2 separate regions of the Canis lupus genome follow, and region 2 is linked to region 1. A link is a contact called in public Hi-C data. All regions are on one chromosome and are shown on one strand. Each heading gives the region's core, a stretch centred on a gene start, on an enhancer-like site or on the middle of the called end of the contact. The rest is flanking DNA. Distances are from core to core; before and after follow the strand shown.

Region 1 (5,514 bases), core at 1,929-4,428:
TAGATGCCCTGTGACATTTGTCAGTCTTTCTGTTTAGGTTTCAATGGAACATTGTTATGAAAAGGAGAGAAAAACTTTAGCCTTCGACGTCATGCTAATTCATAAACAAGGATAATCACTAACCACTTCTCCACGGCGCTCAATTGCTTCCAAGTGTTTTTCATTAAGCCTAAGTGAAAACACTTCCCACGATGCAATTTTAAGGGAATATTATTAATCACATGCCTTGATTAGCTTTGGTCAGTGGAATAAGCAAGCGACTGGCGGAATAAAAATGACTTGCTTCTTTCCAGATATCCTCACTTTACAAGAAGAGTATTGGGGGAAGTTTTGGTTTTCTGAACAATACGGTGCACTACGTATAGTGAGTGCTTTTCCAAATATATATTGAATTGCAATGTTTGGCATTTAATTTCATCTGGCTTTATATTTTAACTATCTGATTATAGAGGGAATGTTGATAAGGACGTCCTTGGGCTCTAAGGCAAAACGTTCCAAATCTTTTCCATAGCGCTTAAGAGAATACACAATTTAACAACACAGATCTATGAAATGAACAAGGTCTCGTAGTAGTTAGAAAATTTCTAAGTATGAAGTTTTCATGGGCTTCAAACTCTTAATTTGTTTTGTATTCTCTGCCCCTCAGTTATGTGAAAACACATGGCTGTGAAAAAAGATGTCAGGGTTCTGCAGAAAGTAGAAAACATGCAAAAAGATTTTTATTGGCAAAATAAACAAATTAGCATGGGGGGGTGAATGGAGTTCGGAGTTGAAGATTTGTGATTTTAAACATAAATTGCATACTGTGTTTCTGGGAAAGAGTCCGTATTGTAAAAATGGGGATTCTTCCTGAAAGAATGTTCATTTCGATTCGATACAAATTAATATCGTAGCAAAATTACTTATGCGATTTGACACACTTGATTCTAGAATTCATGTAGAAAAAGAAAGCAGAAGACCTGGAAAAATTGTGGAAAAGAGTCTTTGCCAGACATCAGAATATACTGGAAATGCATAGTTTTTCAACAGCGTGATAATGTTGCAGAGATAGCAAAGTAGATCAGTGCAGCAGAATGGCACATCAAAAATGGACACATTTATAGATGAGATAAAATAATAAATGATACTGGAACACTTCATTGAAGAAAAAGTTAGATCCTTACTATATACCATATAATCATGAAATCACAGGTGATTTGAGGGCCAAATAGAAAAGCTAAACGTTTTTAGAAGAAATTGAAGAGTCAGGGCACCTGGCTGGCTCAGTCACACTCTAGAGCATGTGATTCTGGATCTCAGAGAAGCTCAAGCCCCACGATGGGCATGGAGCCTATTAAAAAAAAAAAAAAAGAAGAAGAAGAAGAAGAAGAAGAAAAAGAAATTTAAGATTCAGTGTAATCTTGGGGCAGGGGGAGTGGAGAGGGCTTTTAAGCTTGACATCATATTCAGAAAGCATAAAGGAAAAGTCTAGCATACTTTACCACATTCAGATGTTTAACTGCTTTCTGGTAAGATGTCTTTCTTCCAGATACAGCACTGCCTACTGCCGGATTTAGAGGAGGCCCACAGAGCTCTCTTTAACCTCCCTCAACACTTGACACTATGGTGCAGAAAGGAAAGGACTGAGCACCACGTGCCCCTAAACCTAAGTGAGGAAGTCCCCACACGCTCTAGGGCAGACCCACAAAACGATAAGTGGTCCTGGAATACTGCCTCCCCTCACACGAATCCTTCTTTAGTTGGAAATGGGAACAGCCATTCTCTAAAAGACCATCAGTACTAATCTGCTTAGGAATGATATCCATTTATTGATACATTTTATCCAGAAACCCAAGCTTTCCCACGCATCATGGAAACTCTTATCCACAGACAGATCCGGATATTCCTTAGTCGCACTTTAACAAACCTCCACGTATCCATGCTCTCCCACTACCTAATTTGCAGAATCCAGTGCAAAACGAAAACGTGGGGCTCCTTGTCCAAAAAATGAGTAAGGACTTTATGTTAACAGTGAACGTTAAGGCAAGCGTGGGTCCCTTCTTTGTGTAGATTATATACTCATGAGACTGTTCTCTGTCCCCAAACCCTTTCTTTATTACTTCATAGTCTGTTATCAGCAAAAAGTAACCTCGATTTCTTCTCTAAATGTTGAAAAGAATTCTTCATTCTCCAACTCATTCTTAGCTGTCTCCTCAGGACACTGCCAGATTCCCAGAGCCTACCTACTGTGGTGCCTGGCTCTTTATTCCCCCCTGCTCTCGCTTTTGAGAACTTTCTCTTCCTTTAACAAAACTCTGGTGTCTGGGGTGCCTGGGTGGCTCAGCGGTTGAGGTCTCCCTTTGGCTCAGGTCCTGATCCCAGGGGTCCTGGGATCAAGTTCCTCATCAGGCTCCCCCCCCCCACCCCCCCCCCCCAGGGAGTCTGCTTCTCCCTCTGCCTATGTCTCTGCCTCTCTCTGTGTGTCTCTCATGAATAAATGAATAAAAACCTTTGGGAAAAAAAAAAACCCACGACACTCTGGTTTCTTTCAAACCTGTGCCATCCATCCACATCACCTGCTGCCTCTCCTTGTTGAGCTCATCTGCATACTCCCCTCTTTGTCCAGCCAGCACAGGACGCCAAATAGATGCCCCCCAAAGTCGATCAACTTCGTGTGCATCTTGGAAACAAAACGAAACCCTTGGGTAGAACACAAATTCGACTTGCCAACTGCACAATAAGAGCAGGCACAGTTTAAGCCAAGCGGCCGTCCCTCCCGCATCACTCGCAAGACCTGGATGTTTGCGTTCTATGCTCTGTGTAGGTTTTGTCAGAGAACCGGCCAAAACGTGGCCTTGCTACGAAGCCAAGTTGGTATTTATACCCTAAATATTTACGATTCCTTTTAAAAGTTGGCAAGGGGAGGAGATGACGGAGCCCCTCGACAGGACTTCAGCAGAAAATGCATGCCCCTTTTACATTTGCCGCTGCAGGAGGCAGAACCCGGGGCGCCCGGCCTGCGCGCAGGGCTTCCAAATACTGCCCTCTGCTGGCCAGAGCGCGCACTGACGGCGCGGGGCCGAGGCTGCTTAGGGACGCGGGGGCGCCCCGCAGGCCCGGGCTGCAGCCGCCGCTGCACGGACAAGCGCGGGAGCCCAACGCGAGGAGGGCGTCCACGGCTCCCTAACCTTGACGTCGCCCACCCCGCGTGCCGCCTCCGTCTTGTCCAGAGCCCACCCGAAGAAAGACAGGCAAGCCGGACAACTCGCCGACCTGCTTTCGCACCCTCCGCCGGCCCAGGGCTTGGGAGAGCGAAGCCGCCGAGCCGCCGAGTCACCGTCGCCCCGGCCCCTCCCCTCCTCGCGCAGGATTCCCGCCCGCGCCCTTCATGCTGCTTCCCCCGTTGCTCTGACCGCGGTGCCGGCTGCTGTCCCCGGAACCTCCACACGCAGCAGAGGGGCCCTTGAACCCCGGGAGCCTTCCCTGATGGCACCAGGGCTCTGCCGTCTGTCCTTCATTGCGAAAAGGTAGGTGGAAGGGACACCTGGGTGGCTCGGCGGTTTGACGCCTGCCTATGGCCCGGGGCGTGACCCTGGGGTCCCGGGATCGAGTCCCGCGTCGGGCTCCTGCGTGGAGCCTGCTTCTTTCTCCCTCTGCCTGTGTCTCTGCCTCTCTCCCTGTGTGTCTCTCATGAATAAATAAAGAAGATCTTAAAAATAAAAATGAAATGAAATGTAGGTGGAATTGCTTTGCCATCTGCTGAATCAGGGGTCCTCTCTCTAGAAAAGCCCACGTTGGTCATAGGAGTTGGGAAGGACGCATGTTTAAAAAAAGAAGAGAAAGAGCCACTTTACTCAGAGCAAGTAACTAAAATGTGAACTTTGATAACTTCTTTTGTAGTTGATGCCACCGTCTAACGGGCCTGCAGTCGCCTTTATCACGGTCAATGTCACTTACCAACATACAGGCTGAGAGCTCCCCAGTGCCCTCGGCGGGCGGCACATCTAGGGGATGCCAACACGGGCTGGGGCTGCTTACGGCCAGAGGTGACCACCACCAGGCCCACAGCCTGCAGCGGCACAGGGAGAAACGTGTTAGTTGGCACGCCAATCGCGGGCACACTGATTAGATAGCTGTGGTCTAGAAAATGCACCACATTTAGGCAAAGTTGCAAGCCTTATCACATTATCAGGAAATCCTGGGGACAAACTCCAGGGAGTAACAAGGAAAAACAAGCCAACTGTGAATGCAAACAAAACATACCGAGTTCTACAATTGGAGCGGGCCACGCTTCCTGTGGGTTTCTTTCCTGGGGTGTCCTTCGGGGCCCTCACTGCCTCCACCTGCTCATTCTCTCAGGGCCAGCTCCAGAGTCCGCCGGCTTTGAGGTCTTCCTAACCATGCCAGCTCCCTGGTCTGATTCGGCTGCAGGAGTCAGAGCCTGAACACCACTGTTTGCATGAGGACACGCAGGCTTGGGATGTTCAGGTCCATTTCCTTGGAGCATGTTTAATCCTCTACCCATGATCTCCTGCCTTTCAGGGTTGCATGCTCCCTTGCTGGCCAGAATAACCAAGATCTAAGCTCTCATTAGGTGATGTCAGAAATCCTCGACCTCCTCACAGCTGACCCAGAGCATTAGTGGAGAGACTCACCTGCCTCGGCTGCTGCTCCTAACCGCAGCTGGGCACGCTCTGTGCAGGCCCCAGGGTTTCCTTGCTCTGTTTGCATGGACATCAGCTCCTCTCTTATTTTACAGCTCCACCCCACCCCCCATCAGAGCCAACAACAAGGCAGCAGGAAGGCTTGAAGATACACAATAGGAATGAAAATGCGTGCAAGAAGTCTCTAGAACTTAGGAACAGTGACCACTGCTTCCACACCCCGCAGCCATCTCCCAATGCACAGAGTTCCCTACCAGTTGTTTCTCACCTCTGTCTGCCTTGTGGACACGATGCTGTGAATTCAGTCCCTCCTCACACAAGTGGGAGGCCCCCCGGACCCAGTTCTGAGTCCAGAACTTCAATTTCATTTCTGTCCAGCTCTAGCTCCAGAGGATGAAACATAATAAAAATTCCCCAAAGTCGGAGCTCTGTCCACTATGAAGGCAGCCATTCCCATTTCTTTACAAAACTGTGTCTCTCTTCTTCGTGGCAACCACCGTCGTGAGACTAAAGCCAGGCTAAGCTTTGTATATTAAAAGTGCCCCTTAAGGAGTTTCCTCAGACAATAAACAAACAAAAAAAAATCTTTCCTTCCAGTATTAAATGATGCTGCTGGCATTCCTGATATGTGAATATGGCTGAAATTTTTTATTTCATTTATTTTTGTAAATATTTTGTTTAAGGGGAGCCTGGGTGGCTCAGTCATTTCCAAGCGTCTGCCTTTGGCTCAGATGGTTATCTCAGGGTCATGGGATCCAGCCCCAGGTAGGCCTACCTGCTCAGCAGGGTACCTGCTTCTCCATCTCCCAACCTCACCCCCAGTTCATGCTCTGCCTTGCTTTCTTGCTCTCTCTCAAATAAAATCTTTAAA
Region 2 (5,514 bases), core at 2,021-4,520, 250 kb before region 1:
GGCTCCCCCCAGGGAGCCTGATGCGGCATTTGATCCCAGGACTCTGGGATCACGACCTGAGCCAAAGGCAGATGCTCAATCACTGAGCCACCCAGGTGCCCCTTCATGTTTTTTAAAAAATTTTATATATTAGAGAAACAGAGGTAGTAGGAAAAGGAGCAGAGGGAGAGGGACAAGCAGACTCTGCTGAGCATGGAGCCTGTTGTGGGGCTCCATCTCAAGACCCTGAGATCATGGCCTGAGCCAAATCAAAAGTCAGATGCTTAACCCCCTGAGCCATCCAGGTGCCCCAAGTAGAGGTTTTTAAAGTGCTTAGAAATATAAGTATTTATTAAAGAAAATCTTTGTGAAGTAAAATAAAAATTAGATTTAATGAGTGCTTCCAAAGTCCTTTCTCATAAAATTATGGCTTACTGTATGATAAACAAAACAATGAAACAAGATTTTATGCAAATTATAGCTCATCATTTTTGATGATTTTGAGCCAGATGGCAGCAGTCATTTTAATTTTGGGATAGTACCTTACTTTTGGATTTGGTGATGAATGGCTTGCAAAAGCCCATCTTCAAATGCCATCCACACAGAAATGTAACTAACACACCACCAGCATAAGGCCTGCATTATAAGACAGACTGCAGAAATTTGGTCCTTATTCTATTCCCAAATGTTCACTTGAGCTAAATTTTTAGTGATCTAGGTCCTTGTCATTGAACTTGTGTGTTTTTACGTTGATCAGATAAGGTGGCAATGCTTTAGGGCTCATATGTGCTCTAGCTCTTTGAGAATCATTGTGGCTTTTGTGGCACACCATGTAGAAGAGGTCTGGAGTGTAGAAACCCTTCAGTGTTAACCAAGCATAACTCATCACCTTGGGCCTGAAGCCATCTTGATGAACCACTGCCAAAGGTCCACTCTGTTTGGCTTCAGCCGCCCTTTTGCCTTCAACTTCTCATATTTTACAACTGTTGCTTTCTCATTCAAGACTTTTCTCATCTCCCAGGAGAAACGCACACATTCTGAAATTGTCAATATGTGATCACACGTTCTGTATGCTGCAGAAATGAAGTATGCAGATATACAGTCACAGATATACAGTCACAGGCGAATCATAACATCCCTCAAGATGTTACACCAGACATGTTCGTATGCTGTTGGAGTTTCTCACAGCAAAATGAGCTCAACCAAATTATGTTTACCGGAAACACTTTTTTGGTGCCATATTTAATAATTTTAAATACAGGGGTCTTAACTGAAGACACAATTACTCAAACTTTTCCTTCAATGTTATAACACTATTCCACTGAGGTTGACCAGACTGGAGTGAACAATGGTACCTCTTAAGTCTATCACCAGTAGCATCTACCAATGAGAGGCTCATTTGCAAGGTAGGCTGTCTTTAAGAAGGCGGGGTGGTGGCTGCTGAATGAGTAGTAGAGGAAGTGAGCTCACTTCTCTGGCCAGGGCTTTCTAGATCAAAATTTAATGTTTTACTCAACCTGGGCCAGACTCTGTGTTTGGGGAAAATGAAATTAGAACACAGTGAGAGTCAGGACACTGAGTTCAGAGGGCGCTGGATAGTCTGGGGCAGCCATTTTTTCTACATATATGACGGAACAGACAAAACTGATCCATGGAGAAGAGAGAAGCAGATGTGCAGGGAGAAGACAGGTCCTTTGGCAAGACAGTGAAAAGCAAGGAGAGACTGAGGTTGCTTTGGTCCCTAAGTGTTCTTATTCCTAGGTCTTCCAAAAGGCTGAGAGGCTTCCTGCCCTTACATTCTGTGGAAGAGTCTTGAGTCTTTCCAGTAGAGTGTCCTTCCTCCCCTTTGTTTTATGTTGAGTGGTTTCTTCTTTTTCCACCAAATAATCCTCGGTCAAAAGGGTCAAGGCAGAACCCAGTGAAGGGAGGAACCAGGGAACCAACTATTGGGTTTGCCTGGGTCCTGCTCTCTCACAAACCTGTCCTTTCAGACGGGCTACCTGGTGGTGTGGCAGGATCGGCCTTTCCTTTTAGGTAGGTATGGGTCCTGGGCTGAGGAAGCCAGGTTATCACAGATCTGTCATTCAGTAGTCAATTCCATAAATATCTAGAGGGCGTCTTTCCCATGCCAATACACTTGGGAGGCACCGGAGAAATCTAGATTAATAATATTCAGTCTCTCTTCTCTAGGACATTGGTGTTAAGAGACTAAGCTACAGAGGATCCCTGGGTGGCGCAGCGGTTTAGCCCCTGCCTTTGGCCCAGGGCATGATCCTGGAGACCTGGGATTGGGTCCCATGTCAGGCTCCCGGTGCATGGAGCCTGCTTCTCCCTCTGCCTGTGTCTCTGCCTCTCTCTGTGACTATCATATATAAATAACAATTAAAAAAAAAAAGAGAGAGAGAGACTAAGCTACGTGTTTGCTGTTTGCCTCCATCAGATGGGGAGAAAAGTGCCTTTGAATCCTATCAATTTTTAAAAATATTTTTCCCTTGTGTTGTGTGGCTCATGTTCTAAGGAGACCCCTTAAGAAAATTTAAAACCCAGAATTTAGAAGTTAGTCTTTTCTCTTTTTTTTCCTAAAGATTTTATTGGTTTATTCATGAGAGACACAGAGACAGAGACAGACACAGGCAGAGGGAGGAGCAGGCTCCCCGTGGGGATTCAGGTGCGGGCCTCGGTCCCACGGCCCCGGGATCGCGCCCAAGGCGGAGCCCCCAGACCCCCGAAGTGAGTTCTTTGGAAGAGGACGCCAGGGGGTTTGGGCAGAGCCTCGCCACCCGTCACTCACACGGAATATCCCGGTGTGTCAGGGCCTCACTTAGAGTTTTCGGCCGGACAACCCTGCAGATGAATCGCAACCGAACTCTCCTTTGCCTTGGCCGCGGGTTCAGTTTCTCGCCTCAAAAAAAAAAAAAAAAAAAAAAAAAAAAATCGTATCCAGCGCGGCCCTTGTGTCCCTGCCAGGGAGCCGGGGTCTGCAGGCGCTCTGGAAGCCGCGGGGGCAGGTGCGGAGGCCCCGCCCCGCCCCGCCCAGGCCCCGCCCCGCCCCGCCCCCGCCCCGCCCCGCGGCCGCGGCTCCCCCCACGCGAGGAGAAGCCGGGGGACCGGGACGCAGGGCCGCTGGAGGCAGCAGCAGCAGCAGAGGAGGCCGCGGGCGCAGACAGAGGGCGCCAGCCCTGCCGCGTCCCCGGCCCGCTGATGTCTCCAGCTCTGTCTCCCTCTGGTGACCGCCTCCTGCACCGCCGGGGCCGCCGCCCTGGTTGTTCTAGAAGCTGTAGCCCGCACGGATGACCATGCTCAGTCTCCTTCCCTCCGCAGACTCCAATCGGGGCTTCAGGGGGACTTCAGGGGGGCCCAGCGGGGCCAGCACCCCCCCCCCCCACCAGCACCGGGCGCGGTCCCGGAGCCCCCTGCACCTGCTTCCCGCAGAATCAGGGCCAGGCAGAGGCTGCCGGAGGCCCGGAGGCCCGAGCAAGACACCCCTTCCTTGGCGCGTGCACAGCTCACGTGGCTCTGGCCGTGGGAACCCCCCCAACTGGGATGGATGAAGACACTCTTGTCTTTGGGGACCAGCCAGAAGCCAACAAGCCAGAAGCATTAGCAGAGGAGGCAGCAGCTAGGGAAGGGGGTGGTGGTGGTGGTGGATCCTGTGTAGTAGGAGGCCAACTCCTTGTGGGAATTCACAGTATTTTCCTTATCGGGCCCTAGGTGCTACAAAGCATAGGGAATACGTCTAAAAAACTCCTCAGATCCCGGTCACCAGAAGAATTTAGACATTTCCATCTCAGAGGGATTCCAGAGTCTGGCTCTTGGGGTCAGATCCTGATCCCTCCACTTTCCAGCTTGTTTGGTTGTGGGCTTCTCTGAGCCTTGGCGTCCTCCTCTCTAAAATGGGACTAAGCTTGTTCCCCGCCCCCCAGCGTTCTTGGGAGGGTTAAATGAGATCATCCACAGGAAGCCTCTAGGGGGGATCCCTGGGTGGCGCAGCGGTTTGGCGCCTGCCTTTGGCCCAGGGCGCGATCCTGGAGACCCGGGATCGAATCCCACGTCGGGCTCCCTGCATGGAGCCTGCTTCTCCCTCTGCCTATGTCTCTGCCTCTCTCTCTCTCTCTGTGTGACTATCATAAATAAATAAAATTCAAAAAAATATTAAAAAAAAAAAAAAAGGAAGCCTCTAGGATGCGCTGCTGCAGAGGAAGCCCCGCTGCAGAGGAAGCCCCCAGCATATGTTACTTATTATTAACTCCAATGCAAGTTGAGCTTTTTACTCTCCAAGGAGGTTTGAACCCAGCATCAAGGGAGAAAGCTTGCTAAACATACAGTAATTTTGGAAGCAACGGGGTTAGCAGGAAGGAAGCTTGCATTTCTTTAAAAAGAAAAGAAAAGAAAAAGTGGTATTCCGAATTAGCTGCATATTGGAATTGCCTGGGGAGCTTTAAAAAAATGTCAGAACATGGGCTCCGCCCTCTGAGGTCCTGATGAAACTGGTCTGGGGTGTGGCCTGACATTGAGATTTATAAAAGCTCCCCAGATGATGAAAATATGCAGTCAAGGTTGGGAGTTCACCGCCTTAGGAGTATCTTTCTATATACTTGCATGATGTGAGGTTGTTTTTTAAACATTTTTTATTAAAAAAAACTTTTCTTTTGCAACTTCATGCAAAATCTGCTAAGGTGTACATGCTAAAAGACGATTTTATTTTGAAGATTTTAAATTATTTATCTGAGGGAGAGAGAGCACAGGTGGGGGGAGAATGAGGGACAAGCAGACTCCCGGCTGCATGCAGACTCCAAAGCAGGGCTCGATCTCATGACCCTGAGATCATGACCTGAGCCGAAATCAAGAGTTGGATACTCAACTGACTGATCCACCCAGATGCCCCTAAAAAGCAGTTTTTAAGAACAGAGTATTTTTTAAAAAGATTTATTTATTCATGAGAGACACAGAGAGAGAAGCAGAGACATAGGCAGAGGGAGAAGCAGGCTCCCTGTGGGGAGCCTGATGTGGGACTTGATCCCAGGACCTCAGGATCATGATCTGAGCCACAGGCAGAAGCTCAACCACTGAACCACCCAGGCATCCCAAGAACAGAGTATTTTTGAAGTTAGAGCAGCTTGACTGACTTTCAAGGATTAGGTCAAACAATGGGAACAGACAGGTTAAGTCCCACCAAGTATTTTTGTAAATCGTGAGGCTCTTTAGGACCATAAACATATCCCCATTCTCTTGAAATCCCCCTCACTTACACACAGGATGGAAGTCCACTGCTGTGCCCTGGAGAGCTTAACCCTGGGGTCAGCTCTACGCACACATGAACCTGAGTCAACAGCCAACAGCGGGGGAAGCTTTAAGGGAAGGGTCTGTGGAGGGGGTGGGGTGGGGGTCAGTGGGAAGAATGTGCCTTTATATCTGCAGCCCAGGACTGAGTGGGAAGCCCTGGAGTTCTACGTGTTTGAGGCTTGGAGCCCATCTGAGAATAACGTAGGGTCAGGCAGTGGCCATCAGCCAGCCCTCAGGTGGCTGCCACTTCAC

The links. A called contact is a pair of places that touch in the nucleus more often than the background predicts.
Region 2: a contact with region 1 is called in a Hi-C map of amygdala, with 7 times the contacts expected there. The contact joins two enhancer-like sites. A contact is called at or near these places in 2 of 9 Hi-C or Micro-C datasets (amygdala and skin fibroblasts).

What each region holds. Positions count from the first base shown.
Region 1 is chr11:12,045,540-12,051,053 of UU_Cfam_GSD_1.0, reverse strand. No RefSeq gene overlaps it. Among named protein-coding and RNA genes, the nearest start is that of SNCAIP, 74 kb to the left of the region's middle. Within about 2 kb of position 3,178, at least 5 of the 20 cell types and tissues checked have an H3K27ac peak or open chromatin away from gene starts, as enhancers often do.
Region 2 is chr11:12,300,252-12,305,765 of UU_Cfam_GSD_1.0, reverse strand. No RefSeq gene overlaps it. Among named protein-coding and RNA genes, the nearest start is that of SNCAIP, 180 kb to the right of the region's middle. Within about 2 kb of position 3,270, at least 7 of the 20 cell types and tissues checked have an H3K27ac peak or open chromatin away from gene starts, as enhancers often do.